3 separate regions of the Sus scrofa genome follow, and all the other regions are linked to region 1. The links are chromatin contacts, called in public HiChIP or PLAC-seq maps. All regions are on one chromosome and are shown on one strand. The core of a region is the stretch at or near the end of the contact, and the rest is flanking DNA. Distances in the headings are between cores, read along the strand shown.

Region 1 (4,783 bases), core at 152-2,651:
AATTTATTCAAAACCGATAAGACAGTAAGGTGGATGTTAACTATGAACAGAATGAACGGATTTGATGAAAGTTTTAGGAGCGACCCTCCCCAAAGAGCGAAAGTCTATATATTAGATTCAAGATATGTGTCACTTCAAATGCGGACACAGAACTCCAGAAAATAAAATTATGGCTTTTATGGACAGAAGCTAAAGGTATTTTTGGAGCTTAGAGAATATTCTGATGAATCCTTTTGTAATTCGAAGGATCCTATCCCACTTACAGTCTCAATGTGTACATTTGGGTTTTTCAAGACGGTTATGAGTTTAGGATCCAGAGTAAGAGGAACCAGGAGCCCTGCCTTCTGCCACTTACTAGCCCTGTGTCCTTGGGCAAATCACTTACACTTCTGTGCCTCAGTTTCTGCTAAGAATAGAAGATCTCATAGAGTTTGCAGAGAATGAAATGTGATAACTCACGTAAATCTCTTCGCACAGGGCCTGGCACATAGTAAGCACACTGTGATGACCATGAGTGGTGTGGAGCCTAGCTGACCTCAGAATGTCCTTCTTGAGCCTTCTGCAGGCACTACATCGCCTTGAAGCCGGGGTGTAGTGAGACAAAGTTCTTTGCCATTGAGGATGAAGTTATGTTGCTCATGTTCAAGCTAGTTTGAGGGCAATCTGCATGTAGCAATTTTCCTTTGTCAAGGACTTGATGCACCTTCTCTTTTTTCTCTCTCACAGACCCTTTCCTTTTTTCAACTTAAAAGATTAAAAGAGTTACGGTGTTCTGGGCATCCAGATCCCTGGGAGATGGAGAGTAGCCTAGAGTCTCATTTACATTTGATAGACGTGGCCTGGAATGGAAATGGCATGCCCTAGGGCTTATTTTCAGGCTTTGGCTAACCGGAGGAAATTTCCAGATCTTTGGAGGCTCTCTCATCCTTTACACTGGATCCACTTCCTCCTGGAAGAACGTGTGGGAAGCATGGTCTGGTGGGAGCAGATTCTCTAAACAACTATCTCACTTCTGGATGACCCCAGTGTGAGTGTGTGTGTGTGTGTGTGTACACCAGTGCATGTCTGCATTCCTGGCAGGCAAAGATATTCTCTTCAGCTACAAGTTAAAAGAGCACAAGTCCACGGATGTGGGTAAACCCTAACACAAAGGATCAATTACTGGCTCTGATGGCCAGAAAGTGAACCCCACTTCAGTTAGGAGGGGAGAAGAGGAAGCTGAAGCTCTGCCAAGAGCAGAGCCCTGCAGCTGCAGCCCAGGCTGGCCCAGCCCCGCCGACCTTTGCTGAGTCTTCGAAGAACACAGGCCTGCCTGTTGCATCAGCTGCTACCCAGCCGCCCTTCCCTGCCCCACCCTGGAAAGTGGTAAGGCAGTGAGGCAACCACTCAGGCAGGGGGACGTCTGGGGGAAACTGTCTCACTCCTTCCAGCCAGGCCCCACCCAACAGGCACTTCTCTAATCCATGAAGGCCACGAAGGGAAAGCAGTCCTCCGGCCCAGAGTCGCCCCCACTGTCCTGACTCTGCCTGCACTCCCTTCCACTCCCCGCTGGGCACAGTGGGTGATAGACCTCTGAGCCTTCTGTTTGGGCCACGGTGGGCCCTTACAGAGGATAACATTGAAGCCCAGAGAAGCAAAATGACTTGCCAAAGAGCCCACAGCTAGATTGCATCAGCTTGTTCAGATCACAGCTCCCATATCCTCCCTCCTGAACAACCTCAGCAACAGCCAAAGGACCAAAGTGTTTGGCCTTGGCCAGTCTTTGAAGGGAAGCCAACACCTGAAATGAGTGCTCTGAGATCTGTGAAGCCATAGAAGGTGGAGAGTAGGATGCTTAGCAGATTCTAAGGAGTGAGGTTGAAACCCATTCTGAACATGTGCCAAAGAGTCCCTTAATCCAAGTCTTGCAGGAACACAGGCCAATTTCAGGCTCAGCTGGGGCAGGAGCAGACTGTCCGGGGAGGAGGAGACAGCCCTTTCTGGATCCGTCCCAGAAAGACGAACCGATGCCTGGCTCCACCTCAGGCCTTCAAGCCCCCTCAATCCTGGAATCTCCCAGGGCCACGAAGGCAGGTGGGCAGGTTTGAGGTTGAACTCAACTACCAGGCCCACTGTGGGGGCTCAGAATGGGCCAAGAAGGCAGCCATTGACAGAAGGTGTCAACATGGGATTCCAGCCTACTGGGTTGAGCTCAGTAACTACTGACAATGCTATTGATTTAAAGGGTATATGAGAAGCTATAACTACAAACAAATCCACATACATATCTTTGTTAAAAAACCATTTTACTGAGGTATGATTGATATACAACAAATTGAAGATATTTGAGATACACAGTTTGATAAGTTTGGACTATACACATTCTTCTGGGTTTTTTTTTTTTGGTTTTGGGGGAGGGGTTTTGTGGCCACAGCCACAGCATATGGAAGTTCCCAGGCCAGAGACTGAATCCAAGCCACAGCTGTGACCTATGCCACAGCCATGGCAACACCAAATCCTTAATCCACTGTGGATCAAACCGTGCCTCCACAGTGACCTGAGCCACTGCATTTGGATCCTTACTGCTTTGCCACAGAGGGAACTCCCCCCACATTCCTTATTAACATGTGGTTCCACTGATGCTCAGGCCAAGAGGTGGCCAGCGTCCCTGGGTCCCCTGCAGCTGAGAAGTGCAGCCTCGGGGAGCTTTAGCTGATGAAAAATCAACATTGGCTCCTGCCTTCCTGGGGCCTCGTTTTCATAACCACCTTCTTCAGCTTTTAACCTGAGGGCTGCCAGCAACAGGTGCTATCCTGCAGTTTTAAGGCTTTTTTTCCTGGACTCTGGAAACCTCGTGCTGAAAGTCTGATGCTGATATGACAGACCCTCCAGCTGTGTAGCTGGCACATGTGTTTCTGCTGAAGACAACATGTACTCTGACTGGCTTCTAGAATCGCCCACATTCTTGCAGACCCTTGGGATGTGAGAGCTCAGCCATGGTCTCCTGCTGACACCCAGGTCCTAGGTGATAAAAATTCTTCTACCCACCTTTCTGATCCAGGGTTCTACTTCTACAATGCAATTACTTGTCTTGAATTTTCACCAACATTTCAAAGGGGCAAGAGGCATTCTTCCTTCTTTTCAGCCTGCTGTACACAGGAGGTTTTTCCAGCTGCCAGTTAAAATGCCGGGGCCCAGCAGGTACCCAGTGGGCACAGTCCCACCCCACTATTAGGTGCGTTCCTGGGAGAGACCTCGAGTCCACATGGAAACAGTAGGATCGGGCTTCCGTGTGTCCAAGGGACTTCCCCATGAGGCCACCGAGTCCCTGGTGTGCCTAGAAAGTCACCATTACACATCACCCCTCACCCTTCCCGAAGGACAGTAAGGAAGCAAGAGCCTGCGAATGGACAACCCCATGGAGGAGGGGGCAAGGAAGGCACAGAAGCTCACAGAGAGGACAGGGAGATGGCCTGAGAGTGAGAGGATCTGGTACAGTCACCATGGGGAAGCAGGTGACAGGAGAGGGGTCAGGGAGAAGCCCAAGTGAGGAGCCTCAGGCAACAGAAGGGGGTCCAAACCAATAACGTCAAATGGGTTTCCATTTTTTGCCTAATACATTTCAGGAGTCGACTCCAATGTTTGCTTCCACTTCTTACCCCAAAGGAAGAAGACGGCAGAGGATAGCGGGTCCAAGGGTTTGGAATTTAGAAATGATCGATTTCCAAGGTTGGGAAAAATCCACTAAAAATGAGCACACGTACACTGTTTTCATTCCATTCCTGGCAGAGCCAACATATGGCCCAAAGGAGAGCTGAGTAACAGGAGGCAAAGGGAAATTAGAGATGAGATCATTTAGACAACATCTTCATTTTACAAATGAGAAAACTGAGGCCTGGAGAGGGGCTCGATGTCACCATTAAATAACTGCAGAACCCACGGGACTAGAACTCTGGCCCTTAACTCCCAGTCCATGCGTCTGCTTCCCTTCTACCCGGCCTGCTAGGCTTCCTTCCACCCCAGCTGCCATGACTGTAGTGGAGTAAAAGTTTGCCTTGGGGCGCCCTCCTCTGGCTCTGGGCAGCCACTGGCATAGCTACGATGTCAGCCTGGTTCTTAAACTGGAGCAGGTAACAGAATCACCTGCCTACGGTTAAAACGCGGATTGCTGGGCCCACCCTAGAAGTTTCTGATTCAGTAGGTGTGGGGTGGGGCCCAGTACTTTGCAAGTCTAACAAGTTCCCAGGTGGTGGTGCCGATCTGCTGATTCAAAGACCCACTATTGAGAATCTCTGATGTAGGCAGCGATCTCATGGCTCTTCCAGCAAGATCACCTGGGTTCAAGCCCCAGCTTTGCCATGCATGTACTGAAACCCTGAACACAGTGTTGCGTCATCTCTTGGCATCTCAGCCTCTCATCTTATGATGGTAACTGTAATAACCACCCGTAAGGTGAAAAAAAAATCAGAGTGTGGGCAGTGGTTAACGAATCCAACAGAACATGAGGTGCGGTCGGTCCTGGCCTTGCTCAGTGGTTACGATCGGCGTGCTGTGAGCTGTTGTGTAGGTGCAGACGCGGCTCGGATCCGCATTGCTGTGGCTCTGGCGTAGGGTGGCTACAGCTCGATCGACCCTAGCCTGGAACTCAAATGCGAGGGCCAAGAAATGGCAAAAAGACAAAAAAATAAAATAATATAAAATAAATCAGATGTAAAATGATCTGAGGACTGCTGTACAGATGCTGTGTAAATACACAAGCTCACAAACATGTCTCTTTTTTCTTTTTGTCATTTCTAGGGCCGCA
Region 2 (4,530 bases), core at 1,850-4,349, 570 kb before region 1:
TAGGGGTTGAACAGGAGCTGCAGCTCCCGGCCACAGCCACAGCCACAGCCACAGCCACGCGGATCTGAGCTGAATCTGTGACCTACATCACAGCTTGCAGCAATGCTGGATCTTTAACCTACTGAGTGAGGCCGGGGATCGAACCTGCATCCTTACAAAAATTGTCAGGTTCTTAACCCACTGAGCCACAGTGGGATCTCCCCAGCCTTGTATTCTTTTAACCTGATTTTAAAGGCCTGTTATGTCTGTGTTTTCCATTGTGAGTCATCTTAAACCTACTTGGAAAGAGCTAGAATGAATGAATGAGTGGTAGCGTTTACAGAGTCCTCATTATGCGCCAGGTCCTGTTCTAAGCGCTTTACAGTATTGATTTATTTAAGCCTCCCAACAACCCTATGAGGAGGTATCTTTAGCATCCCCATTCCACAGCCAAGGGACTAAAGTACAGTGAGAAGAAAAGCTTACCCCAGGTCAAGGCTGCCTGTCTTGGCATCAGCATTGGCATCCTCCTCCCTTCTGGCACGATCCTGCCTCTGAGAATGAGTGAGTGCAAAAAGCCCATTAGCACTGAGCTGAGGGAGGGGGAGGGGGAGGGTCCGAGCCAGTGCTGGTGGTGATGGGGGTGAGAGAGACAAGGCAGCAAGGAACCCTTCTTCCCCGGCTGCTCCTAGCTCTCCCATTAGAGGGTTCCTTTAGGAGCAAACACAGGGAAGCTGGTCCCTGGCTTGCTCATGGCCTTGGATAAGCTCTTTGTGGCCCCACTTGGCGCATTTGGGAGACAGTGGGATTCAAGGACCTGGCAGGCCTTTTGGCTGCGATGCACCAAGGCTCTTCCCACCGATGGAGCCAGAGCAGCGGGCGAGCCCTGAGGGTCAGGCAGCCTGGCCCCGGGGAGACCCAGAGGGCAGGGTGGGAAGGCGCCAAGCTCTGGCAGCTCCAGGGGCACAGGCCGCAAGCCCAAACTGCCCTTTGCTCCCTGAGAACAGCTGGGTTCTCAGAGCTGGGAAGAAACCCACAGACCATCAAATCTGACCTTTCATTTTACATACAAGGAAACTGATCCTGCAGAAGAAGGAGAACTCCTTGGGCCCCGGGACGGAGCCCTGGCAGATGCATGGCTGGACCCCAGCTGCCTGCCTCTCTGCCCACCTTCCCGCTGCCCACAGCTCTCTTTCCTCAAAGCCCCAGCCAGCGGGAGGCAGATAGACCCCAGAGCATCTGGCTGGGCCAGCGGGCACTCTGGCTGTCCCTTGGCCTTTGTGTCCTGGGCTGTGAGTCAGGGAAGCCTCATTGTGACACCAGCCCCGTGAACTATGACTTTTGAGGTCAAGCAGTGGCTTCTGACTAATCCTCACACCAAAAGTGCTGAGTTGGCCCTGGGAAAGTGGCAAGCCAGGCACAGTCTCTTTCTGGCAGCCTCCTTGCCCCCCACCCCCAGGACTGCCCCCCCTCCGCTCCACATCCACACGCCAGGGCTCCTCAAACCCCAAGTCGTGCTCTGCTCACAGCTGGGGTATCTTGGAAGGAATTTGATGGGTAATCTGTACGAGGACAGTAACAGTTGTGCCAGGGAGGGAAAGCCCCCCCCTTCCCGGGGTGTGGGGTGGGAAGAACTTGGCTTCTGGCTCCTGCGCTGCTGATGCCCTGCTTGCAGACAAACCCGTTCCCTTCCCTGGCCTGTCTCCCCCTCTAAAATGCGAGGCTTGTGCTCAGGATCCATACACGCTTCTACACCCTATCCTCAAGGATGGTGAGATGCTGTGTCTCCCACAGGGTAATCGCATTTTAAGGAAAAGAACTGAAGAGGGTGAACCTTAGCTCAAGCAGCTGTGACTCCATGAAGCAATACTGGCGCACTCCCTGCGCGGAGTCTTCCATCACCCGCCTGTGTCAGTGCTCCCTGCAGCCCTCCGAGCAAGTCAAAGCCAGAGCGGAGGCCCCTCCCCAAGGTCGAGGGCCTGGGCCTGGGGCGGGTCAGGCACGTGGATGGTCTTGGCCCTTGGAACAGGGATCTCACCCACCCCTGTGGGCACGACTCCTACCCCTCCGTTCCCCTCCAGACACACAGAAAACTCACTTAGACCCTGCCCTTGACCCCCCGATGCATGCAGCTCTGCAGAGGGGGTGCAGAGGCCCCTTCTGGTCCCAGACGTCTCTGTCCTCATTCAAGCTGTCCGCTGCTCAGCCCTACACAGAGGGCACCCCCCACCTCCCACCCACCAGGACCCGGGCCCAGGCCTGTGCTTTGGAGCCAATTTCTCTAGAGAAACCTGCTCAAAGCCGTGAGTGAGGGATGGCATGAGACTGAAGAATCGGGTCATTTTAGGAAATCTCTCGGCTCATGAGGCAGGACACTGGGCAAATGAAGAGATCGAGCCTGGCAGAGGGTAACCCAATAAGGAGGGGTGGGGGTTGGGACTTGAACTTGCGGCCCTCCCCGCCCCCCCCCTCGGCTCTACTTGGGGGTCATGCAGAGCTCACAGGGTCCAGTCTGATGGGGGGCTGTTGAGGAGGTAACAGGGCCCCACACAAACGGCACTTATTGCCATTATTATTATTATGGTTATTATATTATTATTATTATTATTATTATTCTTGTTACTCATTATGGCCACCAAGGTCCACACGATCCTTGGTACCTCAGGTGCCAAGGAGCCGCCCCGCCCCGTGGGCCCCTTCCCGCAGCCTCGGGAAGCCCCCCTGCCTGGCCTCTGCCGTCCGTCCCATCTGGGAGCCCTCTCCTTTCTTGTGGCTCCACTTTGAAAATCTCCCTCTGTTTTCCCCACTCCCCTCTGACCAGAACGGCCCGGGCTCTCTGTCCCTGGGTGCAGCTGAGTGACTTTTGCTGAAAAGCAAACATCACTGGGGCACCCAGCCTTGTGGTTTCAGCCTGTGTGGTTTACCTCATGACGTCATCTTCCTTCCTCCAGATAAACCAGAAGAGACTTTACTGCTCAGTCGAAGCTGGGCCTGGGAAATGGGGCCTGCACTCACTCGTCCTTTGAAGGTTCAGAGAGGGCAGCGGACGGCATCCGCAGGCTCGGCCCAGGGTCAAGTGGCCCTGGGGTGGCTGAAGCGGGGTTTCCAGCCTGGAGAACCTGGGGCAGCAGAGGTTTGGCCAGGGCCCTCCGGATGCAGGAGTCAGGCACAGGGCAGCAGCTGGGGCCCTTGAGGCTGGTTAGGGAAGCCTGGATCTCCTGAGCCCCAGGTGACAGAGTACTGGTCCCTGAGCCACCATCCAGAGAGGACAGGAAGACAGCAGCAGCCTGAGCCCAGGGAGACCCCCCCCCACAACCCCCCCTGCCAGCCCCTGCCAACCAGACAAAGGCTGGAGTATGCCAGGGCCAGGGGGGGTCAGGGAAGAGACAGTTTATGCCTGTGGAATACCTACCCCATCCCAGGCTCTGTGATTTATCATCTCATTTAATGTTCTAACAGCCCTTTGAAGGAGGTAATTTATAGGGTGCTGTGTGACAGATGGCAGACCCAGAGCTCAGAGAGGTTTGGGACTTGCCCACGGCCCCAGTGAGCAAAAGGCCTGGCACACGGTCAGTGTTCAGGAATGTTTGCTATGGAGAAAGGAGCCCAGATGCCACCCTTCCTCAGAGAAGCTGAGGTCTCCAGGGCTTTTGGGACATGGGCATCTCTCTCCCATGGGCGCTTGTACCCACGATGGGAGGGGTCCTGGCTGAGCAGGGCCTCCTCAGAAGATGCTTAGACCTCAGGCTGGGGCTGGCGGCGGCCAGAGCAACCCAGGGTCATCCCAGGTCAGACCTGCCCCTGGCCAGGGAGCGTGATGGCCCTTCTGTCTCCCCCCAGGAGGTGGCAGGGGGAGCGGGGCATGACCTTCTCTTCATCCAAATTCTTTTTTTTTTGTCTTTTGTCTTTTTTTTAGGGCCACACCTATGGCATATGGAGGTTCCCAGACTAGGGGTCTCATTGGAGCTACAGCTGCCTGTCTACACCAGAGCCACAGCACCGCGGGATCCGAGCTGTGTCTGCAACCTGAACCACAGCTCATGGCAACGCCGGATCCTTAACCCACTGGGTGAGGCCAGGGATCGAACCCGCCACCTCATGGTTCCTAGTTGGATTCATTTCGGCTGCACTACAATGGGAACTCCCTTCCTCCAAATTTTTACTGGGCCTTCCCCCGTACCAGTCGCGCTCACTCCACTGGGTGCTGCCAGGGGGTGTAGGAAGGCGAGAGAATACAGAGACAAAAGACCTGGTTCTCATCCTCGGAGGACCAACACCCTTTTCAAGGATGATGACAAGGACGAGGGCCAGCAACGCCACAGTGTTCGTCATTGCCTTATTTAGCGAGCATGGCTGTGCACCTAGCCCCAGACCAGGCATGTCACACACGTATTTAATCCCCTTAAAAAAAAACAAAAACAAACAAAAAAACAAACAAAAAAAAAACCACCTGTGAAGTAGTCATTATTCCCTTTTTACAGATGAGGCAACTGAGCTCTGGTCTCTCACTCAAGGTCACCCAGGGAGGAACCGGCGGAACAAGGATTTGAC
Region 3 (4,442 bases), core at 1,127-3,626, 640 kb before region 1:
CATTTCTCCAAAGAGGACATACAGATGGCCAACAGGCACATGAAAAAAGGCTCAACATCACTAATTATTAGAGAAATGCAAATCAAAATGACAAAGAGGTACCACCTCACACTGGTCAGAATGGCCATCATTAATAAGTCCACAAATAGCAAATGCTGGAGAGGGTGTGGAGAAAAGGGAACCCTCCTTCACTGTGGGTGGGAATGTAAATTGGTACAACCACTGTGGAAAACAGTATGGAGGTTCCTCAAAAAACGAAGTATAAAACTACCATATGATCCAGCAATCCCACTCCTGGGCATATATCTGGACAAAAGTACAATTCAAACAGATACACATACCCCTATGTTCGTCACAGCACTATTCACAATAGCCAAGACATGGAAACAACCTAAATGGCCATCGACAGAAGAATGGATCAAAAGATGTGGTGCATATACGCAATGGAATACTACTCAGCCATACAAAAGGACAAAATAACGCCATTTGCAGCAACATGGATGCAAATAGAGATTACCATACTAAGTGAAGTAAGACAGAAAGAGAAAGACAAATATCATCTGATATCACTTATATGTGGAATCCAAAATATGGCACAGATGAACCTATCTACAGAACTAAAATAAACTCACAGACAGGGAGAGCAGACTTATGGTTGCCGGGGGTGGGGGAGGGGGAGGGAGTGGGATGGACTGGGAGTTTGAGGTTAGTAGATGCAAACTCTTGCATTTAGGATGGATAAGCAACGGGGTCCTGCTGTACAGCACAGGAAACTATATGCCATCTCTTGTGATAGAATGGGGAACTGACAGATGGATAGAACATGATGGAAGATAATATGAGAAAAAATATATATATGGCTGGCTCACTTTGTTGTACAGGGGAAATTGACAGAACATTGTAAATCAACTATAATAATAATAAATAAAATTCTTAAAAAGTGTACCGTTCAGTGGCATTCATGACATGTCACAATGCTGTGCAACCACTCCCTCTACCTGGCTCTAAGATATTTTCATCAGCTCAAGAGGAAACCCTGTACCCACTGATCTATGCTCCCCCATCATCCCTCTCCCCAGCCACTGGCCACCACCCACGCTCAGTCAGCCTCTTTGGGTGTGACTCTTCCAGTAGGAGAAGAAACAGAATCATCTAATATGTGATCTTTTGTGTCTGGCGCCTTGCTCAGACCAGACTTTCTGTAACTCCCTGAGCAAGAAGGAGGAGCAGGGCCTGTTCAGTTTCCTTTGCCTGCATGCTTGCACCTTGGTCCACGTTGCCCTGGGCCCCCTGCCCACTGCTCATCCATGCCATGCCATTTCCTGCTTCTTTTAACCACTCCCAACAGAGGACTTTGCTGCTTCATAGAGTCACTCAACAAATAGCCCCTGGGCTAGCAGAGGGGACAGACAGGTAAATAGTCATTGCAGCAGTGTGAGGAGGTACTGCCGGGAGCGGGGCTTCAGAGAGCCAGGGGAGCCCAGGAGAGAGAGGTGGTACCCAGCCTCGGGGTGAGGGCCATCAGGGCAGATAACATGGAGACTGGGGGTCCCGTCTGTCTGGTTCATGCCATTTCCTCAGCACTTAGCCCAGTTCCTGGCCCCTGAAAAAGGACGAGTGTCAAGTCCATCCGTCAATTAATGCAGTTCTCGGTTAAGAGCTGACGGGTGAATGAGAACAGCTTATACCAGAAATGGGACATACTTTCCCTGAAGACGCATAGGCAAAGGGTCAGCCCCTACATTGCCCTGAAGGATGCTTTTGTCTAGATGAACCCTGAAGGGGAGGGAGAGGCAAATGGGAAGAGATGGAGCCAGATCACACAGGGCCTTGGAAGCCACACAAAGGATCTTGACTTTAAGCCGAGTGACAAGAAGAAGGGCTTCCAGCAGACGTGCATTTTAGAAACCCATTGTTCTAATCTAGATTACAAATTGTGATGACCTAAAGATGTGGTCAAGGGGACAGGTGAACAGATTGGACATCTCTTGCGCTCCTGTTGCTGATGTTCCAGTGGGGGACAGAGATACTTAATATGTCATTTTAAATACTTCATTAAATAGTCCCAAAGGTGCAAGGTGCTCTGAAGAATGTCACGGCAGGAACATCCTCCCCAAGACAGTGACCTTTAAATCGAAACCTCCGAAAGGAATGGGAGATGGTCAAATAAGGAGAAAGGCAAAGCGCTTTCCAAACTACACAAAAGCTATTAGGAAGGTCCTGAGCAAAATGTGTTGAAGGAACTGAGAAAAGTCCAGTGTGGTGGTTGTGAAAATGTGAGGTTGGCAGTTTGACCAAATGAGGCTGCGGAGGTAAGCAGCAATCAGACTCCAGAGAACACGCTTACACATTTTGGACTTACCCTCAGCAAAATAGGAAGTCTTTAATGATGTAAACAGGGTCCTATTTTGAAAAATAGGATCCCTTGCATTTCTCCTTTGTGTTTTGTGCATGTGACCTGCTTCCTGGTCAGTTCAATCATCTGCTTGCCTTGAAAGTGGAGTTAAAATTATCAAAGGAAAAAAATGCAGAGAAGGAGATGAGCAACAGTTAACTTCTGACACCCAAAGTAAGGATTTTCAGCCAGACAAGAGTCTTGAAAGAGGCTTTGTTAAGAAAAAGGATGTTCTGAGTGTCTTCAACTTTCTTTTTAAGATATCAAGGAGCTCCGGAGTTCCCATCGTGGCGCAGTGGAAACGAATCCGACTAGGAACCGTAAGGTTGCAGATTCGACCCCCGGCCTCGCTCAGTGGGTTAAGGATCCGGTGTTGCCGTGAGCTGTGGCGTAGGTCACAGATGAGGCTCAGATCTGGCGTTGCTGTGGCTTGGTGTAGGTCACCTACGAGGCTCGGATCCCGCATTGCTGTGGCTCTGGCGTAGGCTGGCTACAGCTCCAATTAGACCCCTAGCCTGGGAGCCTCCATATACCACGGGTGCGCCCCTAAAAAGCCAAAAGCCAAAAAAAAAAAAAAAAGATATCAAGGAGCTCGCCTGACAGAATTGAACTTAGAGCTTTATCTAAAGAAGAGAACAGAGGAGAGAGCCTGATGTCTAGTCTGGAGGATGCGGGAGAGGCAGTGAGAGTGGAAGCAGGTGCAGAAGGAAGTCAAGGGTATATCCTTTGGTCCATTCCCCAGTTGAAGTCCCAGACAGCAGAGGTGTGTTACATGAGGGAGGGAGGCGGGCCCTGGGAGGAGCTTTCCTTATATTTGCAGGTCAAGTTCTTCACATCAAAGCAAACTGCAGCAAGGCAAGACTTGAATGTGACCTTCTCAAGCCACCCTGGGTACCCATTTAAAACGACGGCTGCACTACATCTTTAGCAGTAGATTATATATAAGAAACCAACCAGAAGCAAATAGTTCAAAACCTGTTAAGCCTTTTTTGTGTGTTTTGGTTTTTTTAATGTATTGAACAACAACAAAAGGTGTTGGTGTTGGCCTGCCATTTAACTTACTTCCTAATACAATCCCTGGGCCCCAGAACCCACAGCGGCAGGAAGCAGATTGCAAACACTCTGAGGCTCCCAGGGGCCCACTTGCCAATGCCCATTTCAAGAGTAGCCATGGGGGATAATGGACCAGGAAGAACCTCCCAGAAGAAAAAGCCCAGAGACACAGATATTGAACAAAAGAATTCTGCATAGAGAGCAGAAGAGGGCTGCTGGATGGGCTAACCAAGAATTGTCCTCCACTGCTGGGGAGAGGGTTCCTGCCCCCTCCTGCCTGTCAGTATTTGATCACTGCTCAAGACCAGGGCCAGATGTGTTCGCATGCTTCCTTTCTCTGCACAGGAGCCTTCCCTGCAGGTATCCTTTCCTACTCCACCTGGCAGAGTAAGTATGGGGTGGAGTGTTTTCATTTGTATGTGTTCAGACCATGTAGAGCTTCACCTGAAGCCCATGTAGAGGGCTGCCCCTGTTCTGATGATCCTGGGCCCTTGATCTGCCTGAGGCTTTGGGGCTGTCTCCCCTGGGGAGAAAAGGCAGTATTTGATGAGAAGAGGGAAGCACATGAATTTGGGGATGGCCAAAGGGCAGATTAAGGCAGAAACTGCTGGTTCGTTACTCCAGTATCCATTCTTCCCTTCTTCTAACACAGCCCCTAGTTTTCTTTATGGCTACGCTGTATATTCCTAAGGCTGTATTTTGTTTGTTTGTTTGTTTTTTGCCATTTCTTGGGCCGTTCCCGCGGAATATGGAGATTCCCAGGCTAGGGGTCGAATCAGAGCTGTAGCTGCTGGCCTATGCCATAGCCACAGCAATGTGGGATCCGAGCCGTGTCTGCAACCTACACCACAGCTCAGGGCAATGCTGGATGCTTAACCCACTGAGCAAGGCCAGGGAGGATCGAACCCCCAACCTCATGGTTCCTAGTCGGATTCGTTAACCACTGAGCCACAACAGGAACTCCCCTAAGGCTGTATTTAAGATTACATTTCTC

Evidence for each region. HiChIP or PLAC-seq counts read pairs in DNA pulled down with a chosen protein or histone mark.
Region 2: an H3K27ac HiChIP or PLAC-seq map of alveolar macrophages shows a contact between it and region 1. The contact joins two enhancer-like sites. A contact is called at or near these places in 1 of 47 Hi-C or Micro-C datasets (skeletal muscle) and 1 of 2 datasets of contacts at active chromatin or transcription factors (alveolar macrophages).
Region 3: a contact with region 1 is called in an H3K27ac HiChIP or PLAC-seq map of alveolar macrophages. The contact joins two enhancer-like sites. A contact is called at or near these places in 2 of 2 datasets of contacts at active chromatin or transcription factors (alveolar macrophages and skeletal muscle).

What each region holds. Positions count from the first base shown.
Region 1 is chr3:111,451,445-111,456,227 of Sscrofa11.1, forward strand. No RefSeq gene overlaps it. Among named protein-coding and RNA genes, the nearest start is that of MRPL33, 15 kb to the left of the region's middle. Within about 2 kb of position 1,402, at least 25 of the 83 cell types and tissues checked have an H3K27ac peak or open chromatin away from gene starts, as enhancers often do. A contact at or near this core is called in alveolar macrophages, where this site is marked.
Region 2 is chr3:110,875,407-110,879,936 of Sscrofa11.1, forward strand. No RefSeq gene overlaps it. Among named protein-coding and RNA genes, the nearest start is that of FOSL2, 35 kb to the left of the region's middle. Within about 2 kb of position 3,100, at least 32 of the 83 cell types and tissues checked have an H3K27ac peak or open chromatin away from gene starts, as enhancers often do. A contact at or near this core is called in alveolar macrophages, where this site is marked.
Region 3 is chr3:110,809,320-110,813,761 of Sscrofa11.1, forward strand. No RefSeq gene overlaps it. Among named protein-coding and RNA genes, the nearest start is that of FOSL2, 31 kb to the right of the region's middle. Within about 2 kb of position 2,377, at least 1 of the 83 cell types and tissues checked has an H3K27ac peak or open chromatin away from gene starts, as enhancers often do. A contact at or near this core is called in alveolar macrophages, where this site is marked.